Regions from separate parts of the Mus musculus genome. Here region 2 is linked to region 1. A link is a contact called in public promoter capture Hi-C data. All regions are on one chromosome and are shown on one strand. The core of a region is the stretch at or near the end of the contact, and the rest is flanking DNA. Distances in the headings are between cores, read along the strand shown. Region 1 holds the start of Trpc1 (transient receptor potential cation channel, subfamily C, member 1). Region 2 holds the start of Pcolce2 (procollagen C-endopeptidase enhancer 2).

Evidence for each region. Capture Hi-C pulls out chosen DNA fragments and counts their contacts.
Region 2: a promoter capture Hi-C map of adipose tissue shows a contact between it and region 1. The contact joins the promoter of Pcolce2 here to the promoter of Trpc1 in region 1. A contact is called at or near these places in 20 of 39 promoter capture datasets (the 3T3-L1 cell line, 3T3-L1-derived adipocytes, the HPC-7 cell line and 12 more), 2 of 484 Hi-C or Micro-C datasets (both in embryonic stem cells) and 3 of 9 other capture datasets (adipose tissue, liver and pancreatic islet).

Annotation. Positions count from the first base shown.
Region 1 is chr9:95,747,317-95,753,452 of GRCm38.p6, reverse strand. Trpc1 (transient receptor potential cation channel, subfamily C, member 1) reads left to right here and starts at 3,105. Exons shown (of 13, transcript NM_011643.4): 1 at 3,105-3,785. The coding sequence starts at 3,614. Pls1 (plastin 1 (I-isoform)) reads left to right here. Exons shown (of 16, transcript NM_001033210.3): 16 at 1-811.
Region 2 is chr9:95,634,422-95,640,557 of GRCm38.p6, reverse strand. Pcolce2 (procollagen C-endopeptidase enhancer 2) reads right to left here and starts at 2,930. Exons shown (of 9, transcript NM_029620.2): 1 at 2,685-2,930; 2 at 1,798-1,906. The coding sequence starts at 2,764.

The DNA of each region.
Region 1 (6,136 bases), core at 1,856-4,355:
TTTGCCCCCACAATGTGTGTGACACTTTTCAATTGTGGATAATCTGATCTGTGGAGATCTGTTTTGCAAATATTAATTCTGAATGTGAATATCGTTATTTTTCACCTAACTGCTTTCAAATACTTTTCAGCCAAACATTGGATAGAATGTCCTAACTGACACCAATCCTATCCTGCTAGAATCACATCACACTTACTACTCTCAGGCTACAGGGAAACCTACATCACTGGACATGCCCACCAAATGGCTTCTGTAGAGATCTGTGTATATAAAAGCTAATGTCCGTCGTAGTTTTTCATGGTCTCCTGGAAACAGTTGAGGTTTGTGTTCCTCTTTTCCCCAGAAGTTTTAGCAGTAGAGAAATTCTGTTGCTCATAGTTGAAGCCAGGAATGAGCTCCCCGGCCCTCCACTTTAGTGCCAGTGAGCAATAGTGCTATGCAAGGAAAGTGCTGTCACCTCTCTCCGTGTGAATGGGTTGTCCGCCTCCTCCTTGTCCACTGATCAGAACATACAGCAGGAGGGAGAGTGTCTGTGTGTTTAGGGTAGACTTTTATAAATGAAGTACTGACAGGTGGGATTCTGAAATATATTCTTCTACATGAAATGTCTTCGCCTTTTATATTTTGGTGATTGTTTTCTTATATGAAGACACAATGCTTCCGCTCCTTTCCTGAGATTATTTAAATCAAACCTCTCTGATTTTTCCCGCTGTCATATTTACTAAAACAATCTGAATTACATGGAATTTAGCACTTTAAGGTGTTCTTTTTCTCACGAAATATATTTAATAAAAATGCTGTGTATGTAGAATTTGTGTTTATTTCATTTAAAGAATAGAGAACCTTCAATACTGATCTGTTAGAAGCTTATTTCCTCACAAAAGACTGCAACTCCTATGTGAAGTAACACAAAAGCTGTTTCTTTAGTGTTTTTTCTTTCATATGAGAAAAAAATTAATTCTAAAATTCTAGTGTTTTTATTATCATTGTATGTATGGATGATACATGTGTATGGGCATGCATGCTTACATGTGGATATCAGAGAACAAATTTGTTGGGTCAGTTTTCTCCTTACACCTTCATGGGAATCGAACTCAGGGCTTCAGGTTTGAACAACCAGCACTCTTATCCACTAAGCCATCTCACCAGCCCTCATATGAAGATTAAAAAAAAAAAAAAGACAAACTGCGTGATTGTTATAAACTTAGTTTGTGATGAAATCATTTGAGTGGATAAAATAATTAGCATTAATTTATTGTCTCCAGTGTCCAAGTACCACAACTAGATTCTTGGACCTCAGCTAAGACAAGTAGAAACAGCCTTTTGACTTACATCCTAGTAGAGACGGCCAGCCAATAAAGCAACAACAAGAAATGAAGCAGGGAAGAAACCGAGAGACCATTGGAGTGGGGGGAGATTTGCTGCAGACTGACTGAGAGCAGAGGGGGAGGTTTTCTGGGTAGCGAGGTCAGGGCTCTCTGAGGAAAAGCAATCGAGTGGGCGCCATGAAAAAGAGACAGATGTGCTCCTCGGGAGTAAAGGGAGGAGAACATGAAAAATATCAGTAGCATCCTACTTGTAGGACTAGATCTAAATCTGAGTTTCTTTCCCCTCTCTGGCTGGAGTTGTGATTCCTCTTTTGGTTTCTGTTTTGTTTGCCTGTGACTTGATGGAGTTGCTTAGAGTAATATGCCACTTTTGAGTTTTTTGAATACCATTGTTCATCATAACTCCAATACTGATCTACATATCACATGTGCTAAGTATGTAGGTATTGTTAGAATGTCCCAATTTATGCCCGCTGAGCAGTTTGTCTGTATCGGAGACAATCCAAAAGCCTGCATTATAATTATCAGCTTGCCTGAAGTAGGCTCTCTAGTGCTTTGGAAGGTCTCTTAAGATTACTACCAAAGAGGGTTGGAATTCCCTCCAGTCTTAGAAAGTAATCCAGTCCCATAGTTCTTTGGATAAAGAATCTGTGTATGGCTGTGAGTCATTTGAGTTAACTTCAAATACTGAAATTTCAGATAGCGCAGGATTAGATTTCTACTACTGGCTAAACATTTTGCTGAGCAACAAAGGAGGTGCATATACAAATGTATGGGCGCTCCTCTCTCCCACTGGCTTCACCTTGAGCCTCTTGGAAATTTCACCAAACTCATAAACTTGGAAGTGTATTAAACATTACACGACAACGGGGAGATCATTTAGAAACAAAAACTGGAGCAACTTGAGATTATCATTTACATCAAATACAGAAAACGTTTGAAAAGATGACTTCGACATCAAAGACTTTTAGAGAATATCTAAAGAGAACATTGATTTTTAAGAATTAGTAAGTTAAATGTTGAAAGAGAAACTAATGGGACAAAGTAGCCTGAATAGGAGAGGCAGTATTCCCCTCAAATTTAAGTACATTTATCCATTGCTTTAAAAATCTAAATCTTAAACGTAGAGTTCAGATTTTCCCCCTAGTGTTGACTGCAGGAAGCAATTAAAAATTATTGAAAAGATGCAGTTTTCAAGTCGCATTTGCTGGACGTCAGACAATTGTTGTCTAAATAGCGAATCTCTTAAAATTAGATAGGATAAATATAACGAATCCACTAAAAGGACTTGTATGGCGAGTAACTCCTAAACTGTGCTTATGCAACGGTTATAGGTCGCCTTTGACTTACATGCGAATACTTTTATAGTGACTTTGGAAATATCAGGAATGTTAGACCATATTAAATCACAAAGATTGTTTTTAAAACGCCTTTAGGAACGAGGGAACTGTAAACACAAACTCCATAATCAGGTTGCTTTGGCCAGGCTTTAGGACAATTCCGTACAGGATTTCAAGTAAACGTTAATCCTTCAGAAGCTCCTTGGCCCTTTTCTGTGCTGCAGTAGCAGCAGCAGCACAAACAGGCAGCGGATAAAATTACCTGAAATCCGCCACCAAGCGGTTCCCATGCCCTCAGGTGCTCAAAGATGCTGCAGACGCGCCCAAGATGCTAGGCGACCGACCAGAGAGGCGCGTCAGCCCTGGAGCCCCGCCCCTACAAGCCCCGCCCCTAGCCCGGCTTCGCCTTAAGCCCCGCCCCGGTGTCGTCGCCTCCGCGGGGCTGAGGATGACGTGAGGAGAAAGCCGCGAACCTCTGCCTCCTGTGGGTGCTGCTGGGCCAGCGGTTCCCACAGCCCCGGAGCCAGACGTGCTGCGAAGCGCACCGCCGAGCTCTCCGGCCGGCGGCCCCCTCACTCCCTCCCAGGCCGGGCCGCTCCCTGTGCGGCCCCTGCGGCTCCTGGCACGGCCCCGCGCTCGGCTGCCGCCCTGGCGCGCTCCACTCTGTCGTCCCCGGACGGGCGCGGACCAGCTCGACCGGGGCGCCGGCGGCTGGGCAGAGGGCGCTGGCCCCGGGGCCGCGCCAGCGCGGCCACCAACCTGGGGCTGTCCGTGGAGGGCGAGTGCTGGTTTCGGGGCGAGGCGACGCCCTTCGGGGCCAACGGGCCGCACGCCGATGTGGCCGTGGGAACGACTCACCCGTTTTCCAGCTCGGGGTCGGGGTCGGGGTCGGCGCCCATGGGGGCCCCGCCTCCGTCTCCTGGCCTGCCCCCGTCGTGGGCCGCGATGATGGCGGCCCTGTACCCGAGCACGGACCTCTCGGGCGTCTCCTCCTCCTCCCTGCCTTCCTCCCCATCCTCCTCGTCGCCCAACGAAGTGATGGCGCTGAAGGATGTGCGAGAGGTGAAGGAGGAGAACACCTTGAATGAGAAGCTTTTCTTGCTGGCGTGCGACAAGGGTGAGAGCTAGGCCCCCTTCTCCACCTCCGGACACCCTAGCACCCACTCCCCGGGTCCGGCCCCTGCCTCAACTTAACTCCTGGCACTCGTGCTTTTCCTTGTGTGCAGCGGCTATTCCCACCTCTGTGCAGCCCGCAGGACTTCTGCCTAATTGAGCTTGAGCAGCAGGCAGGTAGGGCGGGGGCGGTGGACTCGCGCAGGTGGGACGTTTCCATGGCGAGGAGGGAGCCTTGATCCCAAAGTTGCCCCACTTCTGTCACTAATAAACTCTAGTTTGAAGTTACTTCTTCCTTTGGGAGCCAGAGGCTAGTTTTGGACCTAATCCGAAAATTCTACGAATTTCCCTTAAGACTTCTCCGATTTATGGGCTGTCACCTTGTAGGTTTGTTGTTGTTGTTGTTGTTGTTATTTTTAAAAAAGACTTTTACTTCTGTTTAGCATCAGCCAGCAGTGCCTTAGCCTGTTACAGTTGAGTAGTATCCCATTATCTTTAACACAAATAATACGAAAAATCCTGCCCTAGTTGCCGAAACTTTCCCCAAATTTCTGGAACCCCTTTTAAATGTCGGTATTTTTTATTAGGGAGAAAGATTTATTGCTTCAGAGAGTTGGAGGGAGGCAAAGGTAGTAAAAAAAAAAAAAAAGTAAATATAGGCGAAATAATGTGGAATATACTGGTTTTGAATCTAAAAATTGATCACTTTCTGGCCACATTAAAAGACAAGCATGGAACTTGGTTGCTCCCAGATTGCTTTTATCTCTTATCTGAAAAACAAAAAAAGTACTGAAACATTCTCATTCCTCAGTTAAGCAGTTGGATGTTGAAAGGCAGTGTTTATTTGGGAAAACGTTGTTGGAACCATGCAGACTTCTGAAGCCTACTTCCAGAGGCCAGCTCACACTATGGGAAAACTAGTTACAGAAGTTTTTGGATTTGTTCACATATAGAGGTTTAAGTCAACAACATCTCCCTAAACCTTTTAAAGCATTTGAGATAGGTTTTTGTTTTTTTTTACATGATTATGTTTAATCTTAGCCAGGCCAAAAGGCAATCCCTTCTTGACATTTCATCATGGATTTAGAGCCAGGATGGGGAGGGCAGAATTCCCCGTGTCCCCTGGTTCCTCCTAGTTGTCTTCTGTCACCTTCGTGAGAGGCTTGCTGCATTATAAGGAAGGATGCTTTAGGTTTCTGTAGCAGCTTTGTGTGCCTCGGGGCTCAGGATGGTTTCAAAATGTGCAACATTTCCTGGAGAATATATGCCACTGTTGTATTAACACCTTCCTTAATATATTTAGTGGTACTTTCTGTTTTCCCTATTTTGGAGGAGATTTGAAGGGTGTGAGGTTAGGGAGGAGAGCGGTTTGGGTAATTAAGAAGCAGAGACCTGAGTATTTGGTTGAGAAGTTTTATATTGGTAGTCAGCACCTAATATAAAGATGTGTATGATGAGGAAAATAATTTGCATAAAGGAGGGGTGAAGAGAGTATAATTAGTATGTAGGGTACTGGAGCTATATAGGCATCGTTCTATACAGCTCACAAGTGTCACTGGTTATAGAACTTAAGCACTCTGTACAGGGACATTTTGTAAATCACCAAAGCTTTAGAACACACTAGTTGAGAAGTGTACCATGGGAAGTGGTTCGCGGTTATTTTAATGAAGGATGGTAGAGCAGCTAGCTACCTTACTGGCATATCTACTGACCTCACAATGTGTTTCGTTTTATTCTTTTTAACTTGCTGCTCTTTGCCTTGCTATTATAAACATGAAGTTCTTAATTGTGTTAAAGCATTGGACAAAAAGCTCTATTAATGAGTAACTGACTACGTCCATATTCTTTAAGAATTTTTCTCTAATAAAGATTTTTTTTTTTGAGACAGGGTTTCTCTGTATATCCCTGGCTGTCCTGGAACTCACTTTGTAGACCAGGCTGGCCTCGAACTCAGAAATCCACCTGCCTCTGCCTCCCAAGTGCTGGGATTAAAGGCGTGCACCACCACCGCCCGGCCCCATAAAGATGTTTTCTTTATGTGCAGTAGTGAGGAAGAGTAAGGGTAAAAATGTATGTGTATGTGCATAATGGATATCTCTGAGCACACACAAGTTAAGCTTCGGTTTAGCTTAAGTGGCCTAATGAGGTTTGGAAGGCAGGCTGGCCCTAGTACAGAGTCCTCTCTCCCCTGGGACGTTAAAAACACATTACCCAAGTGAAACATTAGTACATTGTGTGTTAAGAGACTGAAGGGTGTTTAAAGGTTAAATCTGAATGTACAAGCACTGTTGTAATCTCAGTTTCTCTTGTCCCTAGTACTATAAACTTCAGACTGATTGCACCAAATTTAGTGAT
Region 2 (6,136 bases), core at 1,681-4,180, 110 kb after region 1:
CACAAAGGGCAGTGGGCCTCTCAGCTGGAGCCACAGCATCCTAACTGCATGCATGCCTGCCTATGAAACACCAGAAGGTAAGAGATGACATATTTCTTCATCTTTGCCCTCCCAACCTCTTCGAGTCCAGGACTCTCTACTCAGGCTTTTGGTTGGCTTCAGCTCCATTACGATCCTCGGCTTTAACTTCCTGTCCAGACAATGGTCTTTGTTCCTTCTGTCCCAGCCTCCTTGAGTTATTAAGGCAATTAAACACGTTCCCCACCCTACCACTTAACACTCCACACTCACTCCACCACCACACCCCTATGCCTGTTTTTTGGATCTTGTTTTCTTTTTTTTTTTCTTTTTCTTTTTCTTTTTGGCAACTGCATTTCCTCTGAGGCAAAGCTCTCTCTAGTCCAGAAGCCCCTCCCAGTGGACACACCCCTCCCTCGTCTGATGCCACAGCAACGTGACTGCTAAGTCCTCCAATACACAACCAACCATGGTGTTTGACTTGCTAGGCACACGATGACTCTTTTTGACCTTGCAACTGAGTCACAATTAAACCACAATTATAATAAGAAACCAAGTCTCTTTACATTTGTTCCCCAGCCTTATGTCACATTTATTAGCATCAGTGTTTCAAAGCTGTTTCTGGAACGTAGTCTCCCCTAGCTCCATGTGCTATAATGATAGAATGAAATCTATATCCATTCACTAGAATTTTACAAGAGGGCATCAAGGCACACAAAAAAGCAACGTTTTATATTATAGAGGGGTCCTTCTCTCAAATCCGCCTGCCAAACTCAGGTCTTCACTACAGGTAAAGTTGGGCTTATCAAACCAATGTCTCTGACTAATTTGCTTGACCTCAGCTTTCCTACAAAAAGTAGAGGATATAATGGTCAAAGTGATTCTGCAGGTTCGCTGAAATGCTTGCTAATCACCTGGCATGGTTAAGTGTCTGGCACATAGTCCTTCAAATGTGATCTGGGGCTGGGTATGTAGCTCAGTGATAGAGCACTTATCTAGCATGCATGGGGCTCTGGGTTCAGTCCACAGCCACAGAAAACACATACATGCAATGAATCATAACTGACTAAATGAATACTTTTGGTTACCAAATAACTTCCCAGGAACAAGAAAATGAAGATAGCAACAAAATTTACAGCAGCAGTGACCAGAAAGTGTGATTCAGGCGACTTTTATTTCATTAATTATGTCTGTATCTGGTTTCCTGCCTTGACTGCGGCTAATACAGCCCACAGTGAGCACCATGGGAATTTTATTAAGCCCTCATCACTAGCATCCTCCATTCTTAGATGGCCTTTAGTGGTGGTTCCTAAGAAGGGAGAGCAACTGGCAGCAATGGTGGTAACTGTTGTTCTTTTTCTCCGGAGTATGAAGTAGTCAAAACTGCTTTGATCGTTTATTTCCCACAGGGAGTTGTGTGGGCATGAACAGTATCTAACTTTCAATGGTGTTTACACCAGACCTCTAACTAGAAACAGCCTTAATCAGGAATTCAAAATGACTCAATCGAGTCAGGCACGAGTTGTCAGAAACTTTGTCAGAAACTCGTGCTTGAAGGGTTTCTTCCTTCAACCATCATCTTGAGCCCTCTCTAATCGCTATTGCAGGACATCCCCCAGGTCTCTTAATAAACCTCCCAGATAGGTGAAGTAAATCCAGCATTTCACGTTTTCTGGAATCTGCCACTAACCCAAATCCTGACACCAGACGCAAATGGCATCCGTGTGTACTGTTTCCAGTAGCCACGTCCAGAAGAACACCTTTAAAATAAATGCTTACTGTGATTTTCCAAGTACATTTGCTATTCGGAGGGTACATTCCAGGAAAACCTTCACTGCCAATAAATCCAGACTCTCCGGTAAGAATGCCGCCACATGTGAAAACAGGTCTGTGAAAATAAGAGAGAGAACGTTTACATTGATCTGCAGCCTAACAATCTAATGTTAATTCCAAAAAGGCATACGTGCTGATATAAACGAGTGAATGTTGTTTAATAAAATCTTTCACCAGAGAAAAGATCTGAATGCTTGCCATCTCTTAGAATATTTAAATTATAGCCCGATAACGCACTCGCCCAAATTCATCATTAAGACAGACCATATACGTGCAGCTATAGTAAAATATCCCACTCAAAAAGTTATATAAAAATTGAATGAGTTAACGGGAGAGAGTGGGAGAGGTATTGAGAGTCACTCTGGCAGAGCTGCATGGTTTAAAAGACATGGTAAAGATTAAGTTTGTCTCCAGATTTAGAGACAGGCCTTGTTTTTTCCCCTTTCTGGAAAACTTGGGTGTCTCAGCGCGCCCCGGGAAAAGGGGAGGCAGCCGCGGTTGGAGGTGATGCGGGAGTTAGCCATCCTGTAGGTGCCTCTGGCCAGGCACTAGGCTGTTAGTGAGGAGTCACTTAAAGACCGGCTCCCCAGGTTAGTCTTAGATTGGCCAAGCTGGGAGGAAAAGCGCGGGGCGGAGGAGGGCGCATATTCAAGCATATTCAAGCGCTAAAGCGCCGGCGCCCAAACCGCTGGGAGGCAAGGCAAGGGAGGGCGAGCCGCGCCACGTGGTGGCCCGGGAGCCGTAGGGCCAGCGCTCGGGGGGGGGAGCACCGCAGTCCGCGGTGGCGCTGTGCGGGTTCCCGGGCGCGGGGAAGGGAGGGCGGGGGACGTTACCTCTCTGGCGTCTGCGGCCGGGCCATCCGCGCGGTGGCCAGAAGCAGGCAGAGCGGGATGCAGGCGCTCGCGCCCCCCATGGCCGGCAGCTCACTGCAGCATCCCGCCGGGCGCCCGCAGCCAGGTACAGAGTGCGCCGCGGCCGGCAGGAGGGCGGTTTTTGAAGGCGATCCGGGCGGACTCCACGCCTAATTTCCCCAGGGGACGCGCCCTGGCAGCCGCGGGCGGCGGCTGAATGTCCCGTTTGTTCTCCAGCGGGAGGGGCCACAGCCTGTCCCCTGGGCGGCCGCAGGGGGGAAGGGAGCCCCGCCAGCGGTACCCAGGACCAGCCTTGGTTTTCCGGGGTGGGGGGTTGCCCCCAGCTGCTCTCAAGTAAAACTGCTGGGGAACCCGGCTCCTCCTTTGTGTTCTTGGAATAGCAGTCCCAAGGGGCAAGTAAAGAGATCCTTCCATAGTGGACTTCCAGCCCTTAACTCTCGCTTTAAATACACTCGCGCTTGAGCCTGTGTGCACCGGAGTGTAACAATGGCTAGAGAGATGATTTTGTGGGCAGATTTCAACATGCATTTGCAAGCAAGCGATTTGTGAGTGAATTGTTGTTAAATGTCAGATCCTCTCATCTCACCACCCACGTTAGGTTGTGAAAACGGTGTTTCTCTGCAGGCACCTCTGTTTTTTTTGAAGTTTTCCGAACGCCGGAAAAGGAAACGTTATTGATGAGTTAAGATTTATAAACTATATCCCCGAGAACGGTTCTAGCATCGAGGCTTTATTTAACTTCAGAAAAATTTCATACTTTTTTTTTTAACGTCACCAGAGAGTCCTAAAAGACCACCAAGAGCAGAATGTACTCGAGACTCATGGGAGCTACAACTTAACTTGAGGGTTTCATTAACGACGCGCCTTTTGCATTACATTCACCTTTATAAGAAGAAGAAAAAGATAAAAGAAAACAAACAAAGAAACAAAAACAAGGCAAGGCAAGACTTGTCAATACCCTAACTCCAGGGCCCGATAGCGCAGAGAATAAGAGGACTTGCCTGTGGTTCTTTCAGAGGACCCAAGTTCATTTCCAGCACCCCATATCAGTCAACTCCCTGGGACTTATTACCCTCATCTGGCTTTTTTGGGCACACACACAAATATTTTAAAGATTTAATTTCTAATAATGAACTTGTAATCTTAAGAACTTAACACTCCGGCAAGCAAATAACAATGACTACAGGCAATAACCTAAAAGTCGGAAAACCTACCAGTCGGTGGTGGTGCACGCCTTTAATCCCAGTACTTGGAAGGCAAAGGCAGGCAGGTCTTTGAGTTAAAAGCCAGGCTGGTCTACAGAGTGAGTTCCAGGACAGCAAAGGCTACACAGAGAAACCCTGTTTCAGAAACAAGCAAACAAACAAACAAACAAACAAACAAACAAAACAAAACTGGAAAACCCAAGGACCTGTCTAGGAACCAGAGTCCTCTTCAGAGTTTAGATTGCCTTAGCATTTAAAACAAGTTTTAATAGGTGTTTTGCCTACATGTATATATCTATGCACTCTGTGTGTGTGCGTGCGTGTGTGTGTGTGTGTGTGTGTGTGTGTGTGTGTGTGTGTGTGTGTGTGTGTGTTCAGTGTACACAAAGACCAGAAGAGGGTGATAAATCCCCCTGGAACTGGAGTTCCAGACAGTTGTGACCCATCTCGTGGGCGCTGCACCATCTCTCTATGCCCTCCCTAGTCCCAGCATTGGGTTTTCTGTTCTGTTTTGTTTTCATTTTTTAAAGTTGGTGGGGGGCAAGAACCTTACCAGGAATTACAACTTTAAAAAAAAAATCCCTAAATGTACCACACCCTGTACGACAGTTTTGTAAAAGGAATTACAGACTTGGCAGCAGATATTATATTCTGAAACTTACACCCACAACTAAGTAAAAATGTCTTTAGAAGAGCCAAGAAGAAAATAAGTTGTTTAGTTTATACACATTTCCAGAATGAGCTATCAGAAAACTCAAGAGTTTGTAGTTAGTTTATTACAAAGTCACAGTTTGGAGTTATATGGTGAAAACATTGCTCTTTTTTTTTTTTTTTTTTTTTTTTTTTTTTTGCCTAGTAATACTCTGGAGTTTTCATGCCTGAAAATACTTCCCCTGTAGGATTTTAAAATATAAAACAGTATTAACCATGAATAAATAGAAAACTGCTTGAGTGTAATTATGCAGCAGTGTTTTCTTTTCTTAATTTACAGATCAATGCCTGTGTTTGTTTCCTCACTGGAAAGTAAAAGGTTCTAACATGGGTCAGTCTGTTGTTGCTGACACTCATAAGAAAGACATTGATCTTACCATGTGATTTTAAAAGTTTATTAAGAACCATGTTGTTTGCTCTTTAAAAACACATATTTGACCTGGAACTACAGTTCTGACCAAAATTATAAACCGTAAATGTCCTGAGATGTTTAATGTGTTAAATTTGAGATAGACTCAAGGGACCTCTGAAGGAGTGTGTACACGTCACATGCGTGAGATCGGTTTCTGGTGTTTTATGAAGCAGAGTTGGGGTAAGAAGCTACAGGACAGCAGGCAGTAGTAGCTAAAGGGAGCTGCTGAGAGACAACAGTCTTGTGGGTAGGTCATCTGAAGGATAGCGGAGTGGAGGGGCCAGGAGTCCTCCTTCTCAAAGGATGAGTTACCCTTGCCTGGCTGTGCAAAGAGTCATGGGAACATGAACAAAATCACCCGTGAACTGACCACTTGCAAGCGTAGCATGGGCTCTGTAGGGTATTGGCATCAAGTGGGCCATTGTGTCTGTTGCTTCATCTCTGGTTCATTTACCAACCTTGTAGACATCTTAGAATGCACCGTAAATTCAACACAATCACTCACGAGACAGCATTAGCCCATAAAAGATCCAGCATTAAAAGATATTGACCAAAAGGAGACGGTGGGGAGCTTTATACGGCGACTGAACTTAGGCTACTTCAAGAACAACTGAAAGAAGCCAAAGGAGGTGGCTGATGAAAAGTCTCCAAACTACGATGACTTTTGTCTCCCTTCTCTCCCTTTGGATTGGACTCAGGGTCCCAAGACATGCTAAACGTGAGCTTTACCTCGGAGCCACACTGCAAGCTCAAGGGAATGCTTTTCAATACCAAAGTATTATCTATTAACAGAAACCTGTGAGACAGATAGACCCCTATGGTGCTTTTTCAAAAGTGAGTCTCTTGACTTTTTTTTACACCCCATGAACATACACACACACACACACACACACACACACACACACACACACACACACCTGCAACAATCAAGTTACAAAGAGAAAAGAAGGTAAAAATCTTACCATTTTGTTCAATCTGTGACTGGCTGGCAGGGTTGCTTCCAGCCAGAGGCAGAATATCACAGCAGGAGCCTGAGGGGAGCCAAACTGTTGGCCTTACAGAGGGAGGAAAGAGAACAAGAGCCA